Linked DNA regions of Sus scrofa: regions 1 and 3 are each linked to region 2. A link is a contact called in public Hi-C and HiChIP or PLAC-seq data. All regions are on one chromosome and are shown on one strand. Each heading gives the region's core, a stretch centred on a gene start, on an enhancer-like site or on the middle of the called end of the contact. The rest is flanking DNA. Distances are from core to core; before and after follow the strand shown. Region 1 has its middle 38 kb from the start of AZIN1. Region 2 holds the start of KLF10 (Kruppel like factor 10). Region 3 has its middle 69 kb from the start of AZIN1.

Region 1 (4,714 bases), core at 1,828-4,327, 160 kb before region 2:
ACATCCCCAGAGCCTGACACATAACAGATGCACTTTTGGGGGGGCTTGATAAGTGAACTCACACACACTCCCTCCTTTCTGTGCTTCTGGTTCTCCTCCTTGGCTTGTCCTAAGATGAGTGAGCAGATAAGGCAGTGGATTCATGGAACACATATTCATGAAGCACTTACTTAACGCCGAGCACTGGACCTGGAGGTGGGAGCACCATGATGGGCAAACCAGGCACAAGAATTCCTGTGGGAAGCAGGCATGGATCGAATCAACAAATAAATGTATGACTCCAAAACGGAGCAGCTTTGAGGGAGCAGCACTGGTGCTAAAGGGCCCTTTCCTTGGTCAGGAAGACTTCTTGGGGAAATAATGGGAGTGAAGAGTGGGAGTGAAGTAGGTGAAGAGATGGAGGGAGAATGTTCTGGGCAAGGGGTACAGCAAGTGCAGGGCAGAGACTCCTGGCACGAGCCTTGTCAGGACAAAGCCCGCTCCAGCAGAGAGGGCTCTGCAGGCCTTTTCATAGATTTTTATTTCTATCCTAAGAAAGATGGGGGTGGGGTGCATTTCAGAGCTGTCAAATGATCTTGCTGAAATCCTAGGAGAAGTGATAAACCTTGGCAGCTGCTCCTGGTGGTCCTGGGCCATGAGTGAAGTAACTGAGTCTATGTTTCAAAGGAGCCTGGCCTCATTGTGCAGAAAGGACCTGAGTAGAGCAAGAATTGGATTGGCAGCCTGCTTAGGCTCTGGCATTGGGACTGGATGGTGGTGCCGTGGAGGGCTGCTTCAGAGGTAAATGGGCAAGACGTGTTGAGGTGGGTAAGGATGAAGGAGGAAGAGAGGGAAGATGCCTGAGCTTCTAGCTTGTTTCACTAGATGGCTGATGGGCTTGGTCAGGACCTGGGTCACAAAAGAGGACCAGGCTTTGAGTGGGTCATGGGTAGGGTCTTGGACACATGGCATTTGAAGTAAATTTGGGGATTGAGTGGAGATGTCAGCAGGAGGCTGGATATCCAGTCTGGAGCTCAGAGAGAGGCCCAGCTCAGAGGCTGCAGAACATGTGATCACGGCTCAACCAACGACTCTTAAGTTGAATGTCTTGATTCCCAGGCCCTTCTGGACAAGATACCGTAGCATCTTTTTGGCCGCATAGGCCCGTGGATGGCGGTGTTTGTTTGGGGGGAATTTGGCTGCTCTCAGTGGGGTCCACTAGAACAAGCATAGCCTTGGAAGAAACAAAGGCAACCGCACAAGTGCTGAAGTCCATTGGTTTGAAGGTGGTGGCTTGGTGTAGGGAAGGTGTGGCCACATCCAAAAATCTAACCCAATCATATCCTTCCCTTTCTCACCACACCCCACATTCAATCACATCTCATCAACTGGCACCTCAATTACCTGGGGCTACCAAGCACCCAGAGTGTGTAAGAGACAGAGGTAAATGGGAAAACACGAGCTCACAGCAGAGACATCATCAGACCCTTGATGTGCCCAGAGGTTAGTGCATCTCTCTCTTTTTTTGTTGTTTTTGGTTTGGTCTTTTTAGGGCCACACCCATGGCATATGGAGGTTCCAAGGCTAGGGGTCAAATAGGAGCTGCAGCTGCCAGCCTACACCACAGCCACAGTAATGCGGGATCCGAGCCGTGTCTGCAACCTACACCATAGCTCATGGCAATGCCGGATCCTTAACCCACTGGGCAAGGCCAGGGATCAAATCGGCATCCTCATGAATACTAGTCAGATTTGTTTCTGCAGAGTCACGTTGAGAACTCCCAGTACATCTCTTCAAACTCAAAATTCAGAATGGTCTGGGAACTCAAAAGTTTTTTGGTTTAGTTTGGGGAAAACTCACTCATTTAACCTCAAAACCTGACTGAAGGGACGTGAAGCTGTTGACAGTGTTTATCTTACTTGATGTGAATAGTCCTACATTTTGCTGGAGAAATGTAGTGTGTTTGATTACAGAGTGTTTGTTGTTCCAGAGCCTGCAGCTGGTAGTGATGGTGGTGGTGTTACCATATACATAGACTGTGAATAATTCTGAATTCCAGACACATTCCTTCAGATTCTAGAAGGTGGTTAGTGGACCATTCTAGTATCAGTCTTTTACTACTCAGGGGAACATACAAAAGAATTTAAGCATGCTAAAAATGATGATCATGAAAGTGTGAAAAGCATGATCCCATGTTGGTAGAGCCAACGTTTGATTTTTGAGCACCCAGAACACTGCTAAACCGTGTTCTAGACACTGAGGGTGGAGCAGTGAACAAAACAAGGCCTGTGAGTTCTCAGAGCTGACAATGCTACATTTTAAAAATTCCAGGAGTTCCCCTGTGGTAGTGGAAACAATCTGAATAGTATCCATGAGGATGCAGGTTTGATCCCTGGCCTCACTCAGTGGATTAAGGATCTGCCGTTTCTGTGAGCTGTGGTGTAGCTCACAGATGTGGCTTGGATCTTGGCGTTGCTGTGGCTGTGGTGTAGGCCAGCAGCTGTAGCTCCGATTGGACCCCTAGCCTGGGAACCTCCATATGCTGCAGGTTGGGCCCTAAAAAGCAAATTAAATAAATAAATATGCTGTAAAGGATGCGCGCGTGCACACACACACAAATTTAAAGATATGAAGCCCTGGAAGGGCAGTCACTAAAATTCCAGAAGTGTTTATTTCTAGATACAGGCATTAAGAGTAATTTTTTTCTTTTTTCTCTCTGCATTTCCAAATTTTCCTGCAATGCTCAGGACTTATTTTTGAATTTGTTTCTTTTTTTTTCTAAGAATGGCATCGTTAACTGAACAGTAATTTCTACCAGCTCTCCTCCTGGCAGGTGCGGATGGAGTCTCTGTGCAGTTCCGAAACCCCACCAGCAGAGGGCGCTGCGGTCGCGGGGCTCAGGGCGGAGCCGCCGCTGCGCTTTTCTCCCCAGCAACACCGGCCGGCGCGCGGCTCCGGAGGCGCGGCCTCCCGGTTTCCCCTGCCGGGCCTCCCCCTCGCCCCGCCTTCCGCCCGCCTCCCGCCCAGCAGGGGCGGTGGCCGCCGTGCCGCGACCTCGCCCGCGCCTCGCCCCTTGGGCCCGGGCCGACTCGGGCCCGAAGGGCGGAGCCCTGGCTCCTCGCAGACCTACCCGCGTGGTGCAGGAGGGAGGAGGGAGCCCGGCGCCCGGCCTCGCCCGCCCGGGCCGCCTGCCCCCCGCCCGCCCCCGGCGCCGCCCTCCCTCTGCCCCCGCCCGCCCCCGGCGCCGCCCTCCCTCTGCCCCCGCCCTGCCGCAGGGTCGGCCGGGCAGCGGCTGACTCGTACTTTGGAGCCGGATGGGGAGACGTGACCGCCGAGACACGGGCTGCGCCGGGAACAGGCGCGGGGGCGGGAGGGGGAGGCCGAGTTTCTGGGCACCTGGCGGCCGGGCGGATGGGGAGGGCAGCCGCCGCCCCCTCCCCCCGCGCTGAGTTCCCAGGGGAGGGGAAGGGAAGTGGGCTCCTCCCCGCCACGGGGCCCCAGCCCTGGGCCTCGTGTGTGCGCGCGCCGGCTCTCCTTCCTCCGCTCCTCTGCCCCGCCGCGCCCGGGCAGAGTCTGGTTTAGAAGGGTGGCCACGTTACCATTCCTGTCCGCTGAAGGTGCTCAGGCCTCCCGGGACGGAGAAATTTATGCAGTAAGATGCAGCCGCAATTGAGTCCTGGCCTCTGTCCAAGCTCAGTTTTCTAATCTGTAAAATGGGAAAGAGAATACCTACCTCCCAGTAGGCCCGTAGGTTTTCACACCAGGAAGCTTGTGATGCTCCAAGGAGATGTGCCGGGGAGAATTCCAAAGGAGAGCAGAATTATCCCATTCCCAAATCCAAAAAAAGGGCCATCTTGGTATCTCTACTGCATTTCCTAAGCTGTTTAACAATCTCTTGCCCTCACTTTGGCCAGGAAAGACCACCAAACACTGATTACCCTTCATAGAGTTTCCTCTTCTGTAATGGGGATTAAAAGGGAGGAGAGTGCACAAGCATTTCAGGGGCCGTCTTACTCTTTGGGTTAAATGCCCCAACCCTAGGATTAAGTGTGGCTTTTCTGGAGCTCTGATTGTAAACAAAGCTTAAGATGAAATACCCTGGTCCTTTAGAGTCAAAAGGTGGGGAGGGGTCATCCTACTACATTTAAGATGCAGATTCCAAGCCCTTCTCTGCTACTTGCTACTGTGGCTACTTTACCAAGTATTGAATATCGCTCAGCCTCAGTTTTCTTAGCAGTCAAATGGGAACACAGCACTGCTTTGTGGTGATAGGGTCAGGTACCCAGGGCGAATCTCCGACTTTCGCAGACCCTCATGAGTCAGTGAGGCAGCATTGTGTTGTCATTTGTCAGGAAATTCTCCTTATAGCTCTAGATCCTCCCCAGGCTTCAGGCTGTATTTCTGCGGCTCAGTCCCGGGAGAGAACCACTGGTCAGCCCCTTGTTCATTGATGTCATCTTCCAAGCAGAGAGGCAACTGCCAAGCTCCTCAGCCTGCCTTTCCTCACCCCTGGCCTCAGATATGGTATCAGGGTCCTCCCCAGGGAAATGGGGGAGGACAAATGCTGAGAGAACTGAGGTCCAGACCTGGAGATTTCCCCTAAATTTGTGAAAGGAATTACTAGCAAATCAGGAAGAAGAAAATGCTATGGAAAACTACCCCTGTGCTGGGGGGATTTATCTCAAGGCCCTCACAAGAACCCGGGCAGGAATCATCACTGCCTTTTTGCCTGTAA
Region 2 (4,570 bases), core at 188-2,687:
AGTGATTTGTGACCTGTGTTCAGACCTCGGAAAGAGAAAATCTCCTTTGCTTTAAGCCGAGTTATCATTGCCCTCTCCAACAACAGCTGCCATGAACAGACACCAAAAGGCCAAAAGGGGGCAAATAGCCAAAGCAGAACCGTAGTCTCGCATTCTGGAAACCCCAGACCGCCTCAGATCAGCCAGTGGGTCAGGGCGGGGGGGTTGGGGGGGGTGGGGCCGGTGCTTTCGCCGGCCGGGGACGGGGGTGGGGTTGGGGTGGGGTGGGGGTGGGGATTGTGTCTTTGATTTGATGGGCATTTCCACTGCAACCCACCCGCAGGCGTGCCCTGCCTGGCGCCAGGCGACCCTAGAAGACCCCGCCCCACCGCATCCCCACCCCATCCCCAGCAGCAGTTTCCTGGCAGAGCGTTTCCGGAGGCCTTGGCCTGGGGTGTGTGTGGGGGTAGGGTCTACCTTTGAAACAGCTGGTAGACTGCAATTTAAACTTTAGAGCGAGCTCAAAACTCGATTCTGCAAACGAGCGCCGGCGCCAGAGAAAGATAAGAACTCTAGTCTATGGCTCCCCATCACCCCCTTGGTCTAGTTCTCGGGGCTTCCTGCCGTCCCCACAGCATTCTCTCCACCGCCCAGGAGGAAGGATGGGCGGGGCGGACGGGGGCGGGCAATGCCGCAGGCAGCGCAGATGGAGAGGGCGAGCCCGCGCCGCCGGCCCTGGCGTGGGCGGGGGGCGCAGGAGCAGGTGTCCGCATAGTGACAGGATTCCCTTCCCTCTCCTACCCTCCCTTGGTGCTATCCAGGGCTCTGCGAGTCAGAACCCTGCAAATGCTCCAAAAATGCAGCTCAGTCGGTCACCGGGCTCTGTTTTCTCGCCAGACGCGCAAGGGGACGGCGCTTCCAAATGCAAATCTCTTGGCTCGGGACCCTTGGCTTGCAGCCACTGCCTCCCCCGCCTGGCTACCCGGCGTCCCGCCTACCCCGCGGAGAGCCGAGATGGGGCCTCGTGCGGCGGGGACAGGGCGGAGCGGGCATCCTTCCCCACCTCCCACGTGGGGCCGGCCCTCCGCAGTCCCTGGGCGCGCCGCCGCTGCCGCGCCTCCGGGCTAGGCCCCCGTTCTCAGCGCCGCCCCCCACCCAGGCCAGGGAGGGGGAACTACAGGCGGGGGCGTGGATGAGGGGTGGGGGCGGTGTCACTGAGTCAGGTGGCGGCGGGAGTTCCCTCGGGCTGGGCCGAGGGAACACGCTGCCGGGGATTGTGTACACGCTCCACTGACACAAGCTTCACGCTGCCGGGCAGCCGCTGATCACGCGTGGCTCCGCTAGCCCATTGGCCGGCGCCTCACACACCTTTGTCGCTGATTGGCCGATAGCAGGCTCCGCCCCCACCCCCTCCCGCGGCGCGGGGCAGGCGGAGCAGCTACCTGAATGGGGAGGGGGCAGACGGCGCGGAGCGCGGCGGCGGCGGGAGTGGCGTCGAGTGTCTCTGGGCGCCCGTCTGTGGCCAGGCAGCCAACCAGCCTAGCAGCCAGTCAGCTCGCCGCGGGCGGCCAGGCAGCCAACCATGCTCAACTTCGGCGCTTCTCTCCAGCAAGCTGCGGTAAGTCACCTGGGGATGCCCCTGTCCTTCCTGGCCTATGCTGCGTCTGAGGGGCCCCCGGGGGGCGCGAAGCCTGAGCCCCGTGACATCAGCCACGCCGGAGGACGGGGGCTGCAGTGGAGTCGTAGGAGAGGAAGGGGCTTTCTGTGTGCAGACCGGTCTTTAGTGACGGCGTGCGTAGTGAAGAGGGTCAGGAGAAGCAGGCTGGGGTCTAGAGACGAAGGGAGAGGGGGTTCTTGCTCTAGGTGTAATGAGGGAAAGGGTCAGCTCTGCCGGGAGACCTGAAGCAGGTGAGGGGGAGGATGACTGGAGGGGTGGCAAGAGTGGGGTGGGGGCTGCTACCCTTTCAGCGAGGATAGGAGGTGTGGAAGGAGGAGGGGGGTGAGGGGGCCACCCTGCACCTGGTGCTGTAGAGAGCTGCCTCTGTCTAGATCAGGAATGCAACCCAGGGTGGGAGAGTAGTGCTTGCGAGGATTTGCGGGGCAAGGTGTCCGCAGGAGAGGAAAGGGGGCTCCCCATTTAGGCGGTCTGAACGGAGGCTTGCGGGACGGGGGCTGCTCAGCAGATAGCCGACCACTGGGGGAGGGGCGACTGGCAGGAGCGTGGGGGATGGCACGCGGCCCCGGGACCCCTGAGGGGGGCCGCGGAGTTGCCCCCCCCCCGACGTCTGGAGGGACTTCCCATTCCCGGGGCAGGCAGGTGGCCACACTCTGAGCACCTCTCGGAGGGGGCAGAGAGCCGCCTCGGCGATGTGAGGGTGGGAAGCGGGACCCAGCAGCAGGGCGGAGAAGGTGGGCGGGGGGAGCCGGGCCGCGAGACGCGGGGGCAGCGTGTTAAGGCGGGAGCCGCAGGCCGTGGGGCCGCGCGTCTGGAGCCGGGGCCTGTTGGGGCTGCACGTCTGGGAACTCGTGGAGATGCGCAACGGGCTGGGGCCGGAGCTGCAGGAAACCTCGGGGAGGGGGCGCCGCATCTTCGGGGAGAGTCAGGGTGGTCCGAAATCCCGCGGGCGGCGTGGGCGGGAAGCGCAGAGGGCTCGGCTAGGTCCCCGGGGGCTGCGGCCGGAGGAGGGCGGGGGCCGGGTTTCCGCGGGGACCCGGCTCCTCCCCCGGCAGCTGAGGCGGAGGCTGGGGGTGGGCCGGGAGCGGGTGCGCTCGGGGAGCTTCTCGTCCCCGAGTGACCCAGCTCCGGCCTCCGCCAGGGGCGGGAGCAAAGCCCGGCCCCGCTGTCGGTTCCTAAGGGAACGGCGGCTCGCTGGGAGTTGGAAGGGGCGGGCGCTCCCCGGCCCAGGGCCCCGCCCCTCCCCGCGGGCTGGGGCGCGCACTGCCGGGCGGTTGGCGGCGGCGCCCGCGGCCCCTCCCCCGGCCCGGCGCGAGGGCGGGGGCCCGCGGGCTCAGGAAGTAGGTGAAAGGTGACGGCGCGGCAATTCCCAGTTCACGTTTCCTGCGCCGCCCGGAGCAGCCGCTGATCACGCTTTGTTCACATGCCTCGCCCCCTCCTCCTCCTCCTCCGCGCCCCGCCCTCCGAGGCCCAGCCAATCCCAGCCCGGGCCGCCCGGCCAGCTGGCCAATGGCGGAGGCAGGGAAGCGGGGACGTGCGAGCGGCGAGGAATGTTCCCAGTGACTCACCCGCGAGCCTCATTGAGGTTAGGGCGGCCCCATCTGTCTGTCCCCGCCAGCGAGGATCTCCCCCGCCGTCCGCCCCCGCCCCTCGTCTGCCTCCCCCGCCCGCGCCTCCGCCCGCGCTTCCCTTTCCTGCCTAGCGCCCCACTCCCAGTCCTCCTCCCCTCCCGGCTTCTTTTCCGGCCCTTCCCACCTCGTACTCTGCTTCCCGGCTGCCTGCCTTTTCTCTTTTTTGCTTTGCTTTGGCGTCTTGAGGCTTTTACACAAACATGCGCTGTCCGCTGCAGCTTACATAAAGGGCGCGGGATTATGCAATTGCATAGTTAGCGATATTTCAAGAGAAATGGTCGTTTTCTTAGGGTTTCAACATGAAGGGTTTATGCATTTTTTTAAACAAGCGTTAAGAATAATACCTTGCAACATAAAGAATGCTCTTTTTTTTTTTTTTTTACACAACCTCTACTTTGACGAAAGAATGAGACCACAAAAAAAAAGAATAAGATGGAGGGTAGTACCTTTTTTTTTTGGTGCAGTTTAATATGAAGCATTAAATACCCGATAGAAGGAGCATTAACATCAAGCATTAAATACCCGATAGGAGTTGATAAATATAAAGCATGCGCTGTTATTTATCATCAATTTTGGCCTCTCCTCCCCGTTAGGAAAAAATATCTGAAAAGATCTCATGCCATAACCTGTATTTTTTTTAATGAGTTTTGCAGAGCCTTCCCTTATTTTGTCTGACTCCTGTTGCAGGTGGCTACTCTGGAAAGAATATAAAACCTTTTTTTTCTTATAAGCCAAATGGGTCTCTTTTAGATTTCAAATTAATTGGTACCTTTGGCCTTGGTCCCCTGAGAGGTAATAAGGATAAGGTCCTCCTCACCTTGCAAGGGTATCAGTCTTCAGGCCTAAGTGTCAGAGGAAGAATGAGGAAGATTTTATCACTATCAGAGGAGGGATGAGGAAAAGTTATTTCAGATTTTATCTTGAAAAGTTTGTGCAAATTGTAAAAAAGGAAAAAAATTGCACATTGTTCCGCATGTCATGTGGAGAACAGTATACTTAAAAGCATTTAATCTTTTGTTTTTATAGGAGGAAAGAATGGAAATGATTTCTGAAAGATCAAAAGAGGGTGTGTATTCGTGGAACAAAGCTGCAGAGAAAAGTGATTTTGAAGCCGTAGAGGCACTCATGTCTATGAGCTGCAGTTGGAAGTCTGATTTTAAGAAATATATTGAAAACAGACCTGTTACTCCAGTGTCTGATATGTCAGAGGAAGAGAATCTGCTGCCCGGTACACCAGATTTTCATACGATCCCAGCATTTGTAAGTATTGCTTTTACGATGGATG
Region 3 (4,477 bases), core at 1,301-3,800, 130 kb before region 2:
TTCCCAGGCTAGGGGTCCAATCGGAGCTGTAGCCACCGGCCTACGCCATAGCCACAGCAACGTGGGATCCGAGCCACATCTGTGACCTACACCACAGCTCACGGCAATGCCGGATCCTTTACCTACTGAGCAAGGCCAGGAATCGAACCCGCAACCTCATGGTTCCTAGTTGGATTCGTTTCTGCTGCGCCATGACGGGAACTCCCATTCAACATTTTAAAAAATTGTATTTAAAACACATGTAAGATAAAATTTACCACCTTAACCATTCAGAAGTGTGCAATTCAGTTGTATCCGATTAGAATATTCAGTGCTATAGATCCATCACCCTTCTAGTTCCAGAACATTTTCATCACTCCCCAAAGAACCCCCATCCATTACGTAGACATTCTTCATTACCTTCTCTCTTCCAGCCCTTGGCAACCACTGATTTATTTCCTGTCTCAGTGGATTTGCCTATTCTGGATATTCTATATAATTGAAATCATAAAATGGATTGCCTTTCGTGTCTGGCTTTTCGCTTATAATATTCCTCCACGTCATAGCACGTGGCAGTAGTTCCCCCTTGTTATGACTGAATGATTCTCTACTGTATGGATAGATCACATTCTGTTTATCCATTCATCAGTTGATCCACATTTGTTTCCACCTTGGTTTTTTTTTTTTTTTTTTTTTTTTGTCTTGTCTTTTTAAGACTGCACCTGCGGCATATGGAGGTTCCCAGGTTAGGGGTCAAATTGGAGCTGTAGCTGCTGGCCTACACCAGAGCCACTGCAATGCAGGATCTGAGCTGCATCTGTGATCTACACCACAGTTCATGGCAATGCCAGATCCTTAACCCACTGAGCAAGGCCAGGGATTGAACCTGCGTCCTCATGGATACCAGTCAGGTTCGTTTCCGCTGAGCCACGACAGGAACTCCTGTTTGTTTCCACCTTTTGGCTATAATGCTATGATGAACATTTGTGTACCAGTGTTTGAACACCTGTATTCAATTCTCTTGGCTATATATCTGGGAGTGGAATTGCTGGATCATATGGTAACTCTCTTACTCTCCTTTTGAGGGTCTGCTAGGCCGTTTTCTACAGTGGCTGCTGCATTTTACATTCTCACCACCAATGTAGGAGGGTTCTGATTTCTTTGATTTTTTTTTTTTTTTTTTTTTTTTAAGGCTGCACCTGCGGCATATGGAAGTTCCCAGACTAGGGATAGAATCGGAGCTGCAGCTTCCAGCCTACATTAGAGCCACAGCAACAGGGGATCCAAGTCCTGTCTGTGACCTACACCACAGCTAACGGCAACACTGGATCTCCAACCCACTGAGTGAGGCCAGGGATTGAACCCGAATCCTCTTGGATCCTAGTTGAGTTCATTAACCGCTGAGCCACGAAGGAACTCCTGTTTCCGATTTCTCCACATCCTCGCCAACACTTGTTATTCTGTGCTTTTTGGATTATAGCCATCTTAGTGGGTGTGAAATGGTATCTCATGGTGTTTTTGATTTGCTCAATACTTTTTTTTTCTTTCTTTTTTGGGCCACACCTGTGGCATATGGAGGTTCCCAGGCTAGGGGTCGAATCGGAGCTGTAGCTGCCGACCTACACCACAGCCACAGCAACGCCAGATCCGAACCTTGTCTGCGACAGCTCGTGGCAACACCAGATCCTTAACCCACTGAAAGATGCCAGGGATTGAACCCTCGGGCTCATGGATACTAACTGGTCGGTTTCGTTACCACTGAACCACGATGGGAACACCTCAATAGGTATTTTTGACTTAGTGGTGGATGACACAGGAGAAAGGAGTTAGGAGCCTTAATTGCCTTAATTAGCAAGGACATTAATACTACTTGGCTGCAGCCGGGAAAGCAGAGAAGCATGCTCTTTGGGCCTCATCTATCTTTCCTCGCCCTGGTGGGTGGAGCATAGGTGGCAAACTCAAAGGCTTACGGGCACCCAATGCCAGAGGAGAGAGCCAGAGGGGTGAGTGCTCATGCATATGTGTGTGTATTGGGGCGTGGGCACCTGATGAACAGTGGGGCATTAGCTCTCCCTCCAAGGGCAGACGCTGCTTAGCACGGCTTTCTTACTGCCAAGTGGTAACTCGACCTGGGCCTGGCCACACTCTGGATCGAAATAAGATTTTTATGTGAAATCTTCCCATTTTTACATGATGGCACGGACATTTTTAAACCATTGTCTGGGGGCGTTTCTCATGAGGCAGAGCCTCCCTCTCAGGGGCGGCGTCTCTGGGGGCAGACTTGGGAATCAAGCCTTCTCTCTATCCCCCTCCTCCCCCAGGCAGTTGGATGCCCCTGGCGTTTGAGAACCACCAGATGGGTGTTGTGAGGAAAGGAGCGTTCCACGCGGAGGAGGCCTGGCCGGGCAGGATCATGTTCCCTGTTGGTGCCGGCCTTGGAACGCCCATGGCCCTGTCCCAGTTTCCCAGGGAAAACAGCCGGGCACAGCACATACTTACAGGTGCCAGGAACAGGGAGGGGCAGAGAAGGCCCTGCAGGGAGAGCACACCCCCTCCCCAGCCTGGCTCTGGCTCCACAGCCCCATGTGGTCAGACACCCGTGCCCGTGGCTTTTACCCTAGTGGGCAGTGCTGCTGCAAGCCCTGGTGGCTGTGGCTTCCTGGTGAACTTTCTCTGGATGGGAAACCTTTGGGGAGGCGGCCCAAATAAAGATGTCAAGTTCTAGGAAGAGGCCAGTTGCAGGCCTATGGACAGATGGGTATTAAGCAATATGTTTGTTGGTCTCTTGCTTAATTGTCACAACTGCAGTTAAAACGAGTAGTTAGACTCATAGACATGGAGAGCAGATGGGTAGTTGCCAAGGGGGAGGAGGAGAGAGTGGGATGGACGGGGAGTTTGGGGTTAGTAAATGCAGACTATTGCATTTAGAATGGATGGGCAATGAGGACCTGTCGTATAGCACAGGGAACTATATCCAGTCATTTGTGATAGCACATGATGGAGAATAATAGAAAAAGTATATATATATATATAAGACTGGGTCACTTTGCTTTACAGCAGAAATTGGCAGAACATTGTAAATCAACTATTATATTAAAAAAAAAAACAACCTAGCAGTTCTCTGGCAAGAATGTTTTGTAAATCAACAGGTTCCTCTTCAACAGCTGTGAACCAGCTGGCTTCTGTAAATTGTTTATTTGGAAACCACCATGATAGTTCTCAGGGTTTACCTGGTGATTTGGGATGCTCTGTGGGAATAGTATTCTAATCTGGTGTTTCCATCGTGGCTCAGCGGAAATGAATCTGACTAGTATCCACAAGGGCGCAGTTTCAATCCCTGGCCTCGCTCAGTGGGTTAAGGATCCGGCGTTGCCATGAGCTGTGGTGTAGGTCACAGACGTGGCTCAGATCCCACATGGCTGTGGCTGTGGCATAGGCCAGTGGCTATAGCTCCTATTTGACCCCTAGCCTGGGAACCTCCATATGCCACATATGCGGCCCTAAAGAGACAAAAAAAAAAAAAAAAATCGAATTCAATATTAACAGGTTCAAGAACTACAGAGTGTTCCTTCTGCATCTGTGTCCCCAGTCAGCTCGCTCGTGGTGAGGTATATGGAAGGAGCAGATGTATTTTTTGGCAAAGAGAGCGACACGGAGGAACAGATAAACCTGGGGTTCATCTTTATGGGGATGATCATCAAAGGGACCCATTCCACTCACAATCCCCAACCCCCAAAACTCATTTACAAGTTGTAGTCAAAGAAGGACCTTTGGTTGCTTTCCCCAACGGCAAGTAATAGGCAACAAATTAATAAGCTATGTTTCTATGTATATTTCTATCCCTGAAGGGTCTATTTAAGCAACTTCTTCTGCCTAGCTTACTCTCAGCAACTATTTTTAGTAGTTAAGAACCATAATAAACATAAAATGTAACTGCCGTAAAGCTGTATAATAGTCTTAATACCTGAAAAAGAATGCCACACTTAGTCAAGATTACAGGTGATAAGAATGAGAGCTAACTGGAGTGCCCATAGTGGCTCAGTGGTTAACGAATCCGACTAGGAACTATGAGGTTGCGGGTTCAATCCCTGGCCTTGCTCAGTAGGTAAAGGATCCGGCATTGCTGTGAGCTGTGGTATAGGTCACAGACACGGCTCAGATCCCAAGTGGCTGTGACTCTGGCATAGGCGGGGGCTACAGCTCCGACTGGACCCCTAGCCTGGGAACATCCATATGCCGCGGGAGCGGCCTAAGAAATGGCAAACACACACACACACAAAGAATGAGAGCTGATTTACGCAGCTCTTACCGCAGGCTGGGCTCAGTACTAAGTGCTTTACTTGGATTAGCTCACTTAATCTTTACAGCTCTGGGAGATTTGATACCCAAACCATTTGGCCAGGGGAATAATACCACTATTTGACAGAGAGGGAACCTGAATCTTACAGGCTGAATGTGCTGGGTGCTTTATTTGGTTCCTATCGTGTAAGCCTCAGGC

Evidence for each region. Hi-C and Micro-C count contacts between places; a contact is called where the count stands out from the background. HiChIP or PLAC-seq counts read pairs in DNA pulled down with a chosen protein or histone mark.
Region 1: a contact with region 2 is called in a Hi-C map of alveolar macrophages, with 7 times the contacts expected there. The contact joins the enhancer-like site here to the promoter of KLF10 in region 2. A contact is called at or near these places in 5 of 5 promoter capture datasets (fetal liver, fetal skeletal muscle, liver and 1 more), 39 of 47 Hi-C or Micro-C datasets (adipocytes, adipose tissue, alveolar macrophages and 19 more) and 2 of 2 datasets of contacts at active chromatin or transcription factors (alveolar macrophages and skeletal muscle).
Region 3: an H3K27ac HiChIP or PLAC-seq map of skeletal muscle shows a contact between it and region 2. The contact joins the enhancer-like site here to the promoter of KLF10 in region 2. A contact is called at or near these places in 1 of 5 promoter capture datasets (liver), 7 of 47 Hi-C or Micro-C datasets (embryonic fibroblasts, liver and skeletal muscle) and 2 of 2 datasets of contacts at active chromatin or transcription factors (alveolar macrophages and skeletal muscle).

The regions. Positions count from the first base shown.
Region 1 is chr4:34,262,199-34,266,912 of Sscrofa11.1, forward strand. No RefSeq gene overlaps it. Among named protein-coding and RNA genes, the nearest start is that of AZIN1, 38 kb to the left of the region's middle. Within about 2 kb of position 3,078, at least 62 of the 83 cell types and tissues checked have an H3K27ac peak or open chromatin away from gene starts, as enhancers often do. A contact at or near this core is called in adipose tissue, alveolar macrophages, embryonic fibroblasts and 9 more, where this site is marked.
Region 2 is chr4:34,428,695-34,433,264 of Sscrofa11.1, forward strand. KLF10 (Kruppel like factor 10) reads left to right here and starts at 1,438. Exons shown (of 4, transcript NM_001134344.2): 1 at 1,438-1,597; 2 at 4,312-4,545. The coding sequence starts at 1,562.
Region 3 is chr4:34,293,856-34,298,332 of Sscrofa11.1, forward strand. No RefSeq gene overlaps it. Among named protein-coding and RNA genes, the nearest start is that of AZIN1, 69 kb to the left of the region's middle. Within about 2 kb of position 2,551, at least 11 of the 83 cell types and tissues checked have an H3K27ac peak or open chromatin away from gene starts, as enhancers often do. A contact at or near this core is called in alveolar macrophages, liver and skeletal muscle, where this site is marked.